Linked DNA regions of Salmo salar: region 2 is linked to region 1. A link is a contact called in public Hi-C data. All regions are on one chromosome and are shown on one strand. Each heading gives the region's core, a stretch centred on a gene start, on an enhancer-like site or on the middle of the called end of the contact. The rest is flanking DNA. Distances are from core to core; before and after follow the strand shown. Region 1 overlaps LOC106561710 (cadherin-related family member 3). Region 2 holds the start of LOC106561703 (HMG box-containing protein 1).

Region 1 (3,344 bases), core at 646-3,145:
CCGTATGGGGACTGCTGGTCTATGTGAGTTACATGAACACACCACTCTGGGATGAAATAATACCATCACGCTAATACATTTACATTGTGGTCATTTAGCAGACACTCTTATCCAGAGAGACTTATAGTCAGTGCATTTTACTACGGTAGGTAAGTCAACCACACTAGATAGTACTAGTCATTGTGTGCATATAGTTGTCACACTGGTAATACCTATTGGAATCAGGCTACTGCATGGTCTGCTGATGGCAAAGCTTCTGAGTATTTATTCATTAAGACACATAAATAGTTGGAAACAGCAGACCAGGGCTGGCTCCAGGCCGCTAGAGAGACCCTGACTCTTAAATGTTGTCGTCCCCCAGCTCCTCCTTGTGTGTGTGTGTCTCCTTCCTTCCATTCTGGCAGAACATTGTGGTGATCGTGCTCTTTGCCATCCTGTGGTTGAAGAGTGCATCGTCGTGGGCCAGGGGACTACAGAGTGTACCCTGGCACAGGGCCGAAAGGCACAGGGCTGAAAGGCACAGGGCATGGTCTCAACATGTCTGGTGAGATAATGTCTTTTCTCAGTCATGTTTTTTTTCTCTCTCCTTTTCCCCACTGATCTAAAATAAAATGATCAAGTGAAAGACAGCCTAATGATGAGCTTCCACCATATTGTTTTCACACGTCAATCTTTTCCGGGTCAGTGCAGATGAAGAGGCGGAGCCAAGGAGAGAACAGATTTCTATGAAATTGAGAAAAAGCCTCTGTCTGTCTGTCTGTGTCTCTCTCTCTCTCTCTCTCTCTCTCTCTCTCTCTCTCTCTCTCTCTCTCTCTCTCTCTCTCTCTCTTGTCTCTTTGTCTCTCTCTCTCTGTGTCTCAGATCTGTGGTTCCTTGAATGTCGTTCTGTGGGTGGGCAACACCTGGGTCCCCGATAAAGAGACCCCATGGCACGACAGAGACAGACTGCCCAGCTCCAGAGCCTAGGGATTGAGCGCAGGCAGGTGCCAGACCTTATATGAACCCCCCTTCGCCATCCACTGATGCCCTAATCAGCAACAGTGCCCGCAGAGGAGAGGTGGTATGGTGCCCTTGCAGGAACAAACCTTTTTAACTTCCTCTGAGTTGCTCTTGTACGCCTTTTGACAGTTGTTCTTGTCACATTAACTTTTTGTTTTGTGTCTGTAAATAGTTATTATTCTATTACTATGTCAGTTTCCTTCAAACTTTAGCTTTTAATCACAATGTTGCTTTCTGTCCATCCACTGACATGTAATATGCTTTGGTCATTTAGAATATTCTTTCATGTACAATACTGAATGTATTAGATATTAGTATAGTGGGGTTTTTTCTCTCTCAGGACAATCCCAGCCAATGAATTGCCTTGATGAAATCTATGACGTCTTTGGTGTATTCTTGTGAATATTAGAGATAAGTGAGACTGTACCCAATTCAATTCCTTTTTAGGCTATAATAGAGGCACATCAAGCTGGTTACAGTAGTAAGGAGACAGGCTGTTTACATTCCTGTGTGAAGCTGTGTGTTGACTTTAGTCAACTCCCTTCTCTCAAACACATAACATTTTTTTGCTTTGTCACATGCTCTGTCCTCTAGACTGGTTCTAGATTTGTTTGTGCTGTTTTGCCAACTCATATGGTAATTTACTGACAGCACAAACAAATATAGGGCCAGTCTATCTCCCCTCTACCACACACAGCAACCCAGTACTCAGTCACAGGGTGCTGGTTAAACTGATCCTAAATCAGGATGTATCATGGGTAAATTGTGACTGACCTGATCTAAAAAAAATGATATTGAGTAGATATTTATGATACAAGGTGATTTATTTGTAGATCAGTCAGTCTTGACTCGACTTCAAAGTCAGCTGCAATGTGGAAGGTGTCGTTTGCTTGTCTACTCCCTGTGACTTAAATCATCACGAATGCTTCCCTTCTCTTCCCTTCCCTTGTCTTCTCTTCCCTTCCCTTCTCTTCTCTTCTCTTCTCTTCTCTTCCCTTCCCTTCTCTTCTCTTCCCTTCCCTTCCCTTCTCTTCCCTTCCCTTCTCTTCTCTTCTCTTCCCTTCCCTTCTCTTCTCTTCCCTTCCCTTCTCTTCTCTTCCCTTCTCTTCCCTTCCCTTCTCTTCTCTTCCCAGGAGTGTCTGAAGACCAACTGTGTCATTCATATGACTGCTGAGAACTTCCCTGCGTGAAAAGGCCCTGACCAATGATGAAGCGTCTGACTGTAGTGCCCAACTGTTAGTTGATGTCCTGTACAGGACCGGTCTTTTAACATTGAAAAAGTTGATTATAGTCTATAGCAACTTTCTTTGCAATTATGAAAATGTTATTTGATTATTTTCTGTGTGAATATACTTTTTTTCTGAGCATTTCAAAACGTACCAAAAGACACAGTTATGGTAGAAGGGTGGCAGGATTAGTGAATCATCAGTAGGACAGTTGGTTACACTTGACTTTGATGAATGACGGCAACGGTCTGTGCCTCAACGGTCTGTGTAACATAGCAACACCAGAGCAGTTTTGATCTAGATAAGCGTTGACAGGTTATATTTATTTGTCTGTTATTTTGATTTACAAAGCTGTTACCAAGTCATATTATGACCCGACCCAGCTTGTACTAATGTACAACATATTTGAGTATCTCTGCACGTACATTATCTGTACAAACGTTTACACAACTGTTGTAAAGGCTAAACAATTTTCCCAAAACTTAAATCCTATAATAATGATTTGAAAAATGTCTAAACACACAAGTAATGTATTATATGTCAGTGAGGAATCAGAATTCAGACATGTTGGGCCTTCCCCTAGTTGTCATGGGTACCATATCTAACTTTACGCCTCCTTCTGAAAGAGCAGACCGAGCAGACCTTGCAGACTATCCAGACGTTTGTCTGCTCTGACTGGACCAGGGAGATCCTCTATCCTCTGTGGCCCTGCCTACTCCCTCACTCCTCATTTTTGATTGGCCAGTGCTAGCCCTCCCACTCCTGACCATGCTGCTGCTCTCTGGCTGTATCATAGGGACAGACTCAGACACAGTGGTAACGTCCTTCCAGCGTCTGGCTCCAGACTTACTGTTGTACTCGTACACCCTCCCTGTGACTGAAAAATGTAAAAAAAATGTTTACATTTTTTTTTTTAAATGCTAAAGGTCAGAATTAGGTTTTATATAATCTCAGAACAAATAACAGGAAATGAGAGAAACTTACCAGGATCAACTTCCTCTCCATCAAATACAGTGTTGATCTTGATCACTTCCTGGAATAGAGAGAGCGTGTATATAGAGAGGACAGTCACCAACAATTGAATCGAGGTCCTAGAACACAGCGGCACTTTAACAGACT
Region 2 (3,208 bases), core at 61-2,560, 49 kb before region 1:
CATTGGTTAAATGTTTATATATTTCTACTGCAACATTCATGGCATATGGTCATACAATTTTTTTTATCTAATTTGCAGGCAAAATAATTTAATTGGGGATGATTTCAATAATAAAGTCCATTGTCTGCGTGGACTACATAAAGAGCTGTCATGTGACCCATATGCATGCAGCAATGGCATGCAGTCCCGGCTTGTTTATAAACTTTGGTAAGTTCGCGCATGCGCAACAGAGCTCATTCATTCATAACTGCGTAACAATTGTCAATAACACTTATGTTGTGTAATGTTTGTACGGACGTATCATTCGGACAAAAAACACTGTCACAATTAATAGTTTAAATAGATTTGTGATGGAATTGAAACGTTAACAATTACAACGTCATTTGAATTATGTAACTGCTAGCGTTACATTTGTATCACATAGAAGGTGCTGAAGACTTTACAAAGACGCTTTCTGCTACATCGTCACCTTAGCTAGAAATGGCTAAATGGTACTTAGCCAATTTGTAATTGTTATTGTTTAGACCTAAATTGTCTATCCTATTTGTAACGTTGAGACTAGATCTAGCATGCGAATGAATGGCCCGATCACAAATAATGCGCGATATATTTATTGACATTTTGATTCCTGGAAAACTATCTAGATGACACTTTGAAATGTGAAAACAGATCGTTGTCCAATGTACTTTCATTGTAAACGGTGTCTCTCTTGCTGTTTTGAGCACTGTCAAGAGGGGCTTTGCCTGCCTGACAGCTAACGTTAGCTAGAAAGGAACAAGCTCACTTGTAAACAAAAGAATGTCAACAAGTTCAGACACGACAACGCTCTCGCCCCAGTGTACGAAATTATCAAATGAATGAAGCGAAAACGATACAAGATGTAAGTTCGATTTTTTTTTAAACCAAAACCATTTTTTTCCTCCACATTAGTCTCTCTACTTTGGAAGTGGTCTGTTTTTGTTTGTTTAGTTTTTTTTTGTCACTATCTTGACGAATAGCTAACAAGCTGTTAGCCTAGCATGCTAATGTTACAACCAAAACAACAAACGTCACAATGAAAAAAATGTGTGTAGAATAAGTTGTCATTCGACATCGAACGGTTGAATGAAAACCGTTAATTTACACAAAACGACATGCGCCGAATAAATTACATTACACTGCTTATTTTTCTAGATGAGTTAGTCTTTTGTTTCTGAGAAATCTATTAACTCACCAAACATGTCGCCATCAAGTAACTCTCTGGCAATTACTGAAGGGGTGGGAACGAATACTTCCAAACACGGTCACCTATTGGAAGATAATAACGTCAGTAAAGCGAATCTCTAGTCGTGATTGGTGAGTTCTTGAGGGTACTGTAAATGGGCATGGTTTGGTTTGTTGATCAAACGCCCATTGGCTGAATGTGTACGTCCGTTATTTCACAGGAACAGCTCATTGGTCATAACAAGTAGAAGACGAGATATTCCTTTGTTATTGAAACTCGCATCAATCCCTTATATTATACTTGTCGAATAACAATGTAATATCAACGTTGTCTGAGTTCATTTGACAAAGCCTTGTCCATGTTATAGTGGAGAGATCCAAATAATAAATATTTACATTATTACATGGTCAGGTACAGATAATTACAGTTACATAATGTGACATACTGTACAACTGAACAGTTTTACATTATGTAACAATTCATCACAATCAACCGCAGTACACACTGTACCTACCTAGACTTGTCCATGTAAAGTGGGACCCAGTTGTGCACCCGTTGATGCTCACCATAGCAGTTGCAACACACAGATGCAACATATAGATGCATAATAATAGAGATTTTCATTATCAATATTTTCACCTTGAGTGAAGTTAGTGTCTAAAGGAAATAAGCGTAGCAGCTTCTTAATACAAAACTGTTCTTTATTGTAATGAAAAGTGAGATATAACCAACAACAGCCAATAATACTGGATTTCCTCCTCAGATATATCCACAGTTCCAGTCTGTTGTGAACCTTATTCACAAAACCGCACTGCCAAAAAAATTCATTGTATAATACCTCCTGTATAAGCCAAGTTACATTTTGTTACATTTTGTTCACAGACTAAGGGAACCAAAAACACAATGGAAAGCAAACAATGGAAAATTCAACCACTGGAGGTTGCTATTGAGAAAGAGAGAGAGGGGGAGAGGTTGGTATTGAGAGAGAGAGAAAGAGAGAGAGAAGTTGCTATTGAGAGAGAGAGAGAGCAAGAGAGAGAGGTTGCTATTAAGAGAGAGAGAGAGGGAGAGAGAAGTTGCTATTGAGAGATAGAAGGGTTGCTATTGAGAGAGCAGGGGTCAATTGTGAACTACTTCTTAAAGGTACAGGTTGTTTGTAATTTATCATGTAGAGGTAGACAGCAATACATAAAATAATGCCTGTGTCGCGAATGGCACCCAATTCCCTATATAGTGCACTACCTTTGATCAGGGCCCATAGTAGGGAATAGGATGACATTTGGGAAACACATTATCAATATCCTTTGACGTCATTGCTAAAACTTCATATTATTATGTTTCACTGGCACATGAGAACAGTTGAATTTAATATTTAAAAATGTACATTTAAGATGAGAAACACATGGAAATAGACTACATGGCAAAAAGTACGTGGACACCTGCTTGTCGAACATCTCATTCCAAAATCATGGGCATTAATATGGACTTGGTCCCCCCTTTGCTGCTATAATAGCCTCCACTCTTCTGGGAAGGCTTTCCACTAGATGTTGGAACATTGCTGTGGGGACTAGCTTCCATTCAGCCACAAGAGCATTAATGAGGTCGGGCACTGATGTTGGGCGATTAGGCCTGGCTCGCAGTTGTCGTTCCAATTAATCCCAAAGGTGTTCGATGGAGTTGAGGTCAGGGCTCTGTGCAGACCAGTCAAGTTCTTCCACACCGATCTTGACAAACCATTTCTGTATGGACCTCGCTTTGTGCACGGGAGTATTGTCATGCTGAAACAGGAAAGGGCCTTCCCAAAACTGTTGCCACAAAGTTGGAAGTACAGAATCGTCTAGAATGTCATTGTCATGCTGTAACGTTAAGATTTCCCTTCACTGGAACTAAGGGGCCTTTCCCGAACCATGAAAAACAGCCCCAGACCATTATTCCTCCTCCACCAAACTTTAACGTTGCCACTATGCATTTGGATAGGTAGTGTTCTCCTGGCATCCGCCAAAC

The links. A called contact is a pair of places that touch in the nucleus more often than the background predicts.
Region 2: a Hi-C map of gill shows a contact between it and region 1, with 2.9 times the contacts expected there. The contact joins the promoter of LOC106561703 here to the enhancer-like site in region 1. A contact is called at or near these places in 2 of 3 Hi-C or Micro-C datasets (gill and muscle).

The regions. Positions count from the first base shown.
Region 1 is chrssa10:118,198,757-118,202,100 of Ssal_v3.1, reverse strand. LOC106561710 (cadherin-related family member 3) reads right to left here. Exons shown (of 19, transcript XM_045688762.1): 18 at 3,210-3,344; 19 at 2,054-3,102. The coding sequence ends at 2,876. Among protein-coding and RNA genes, the nearest start is that of LOC106561710, 13 kb to the right of the region's middle. Within about 2 kb of position 1,895, at least 6 of the 13 cell types and tissues checked have an H3K27ac peak or open chromatin away from gene starts, as enhancers often do. A contact at or near this core is called in gill, where this site is marked.
Region 2 is chrssa10:118,247,405-118,250,612 of Ssal_v3.1, reverse strand. It overlaps LOC106561703 (HMG box-containing protein 1), which reads right to left and starts at 1,310. Exons shown (of 11, transcript XM_045688499.1): 1 at 1,214-1,310.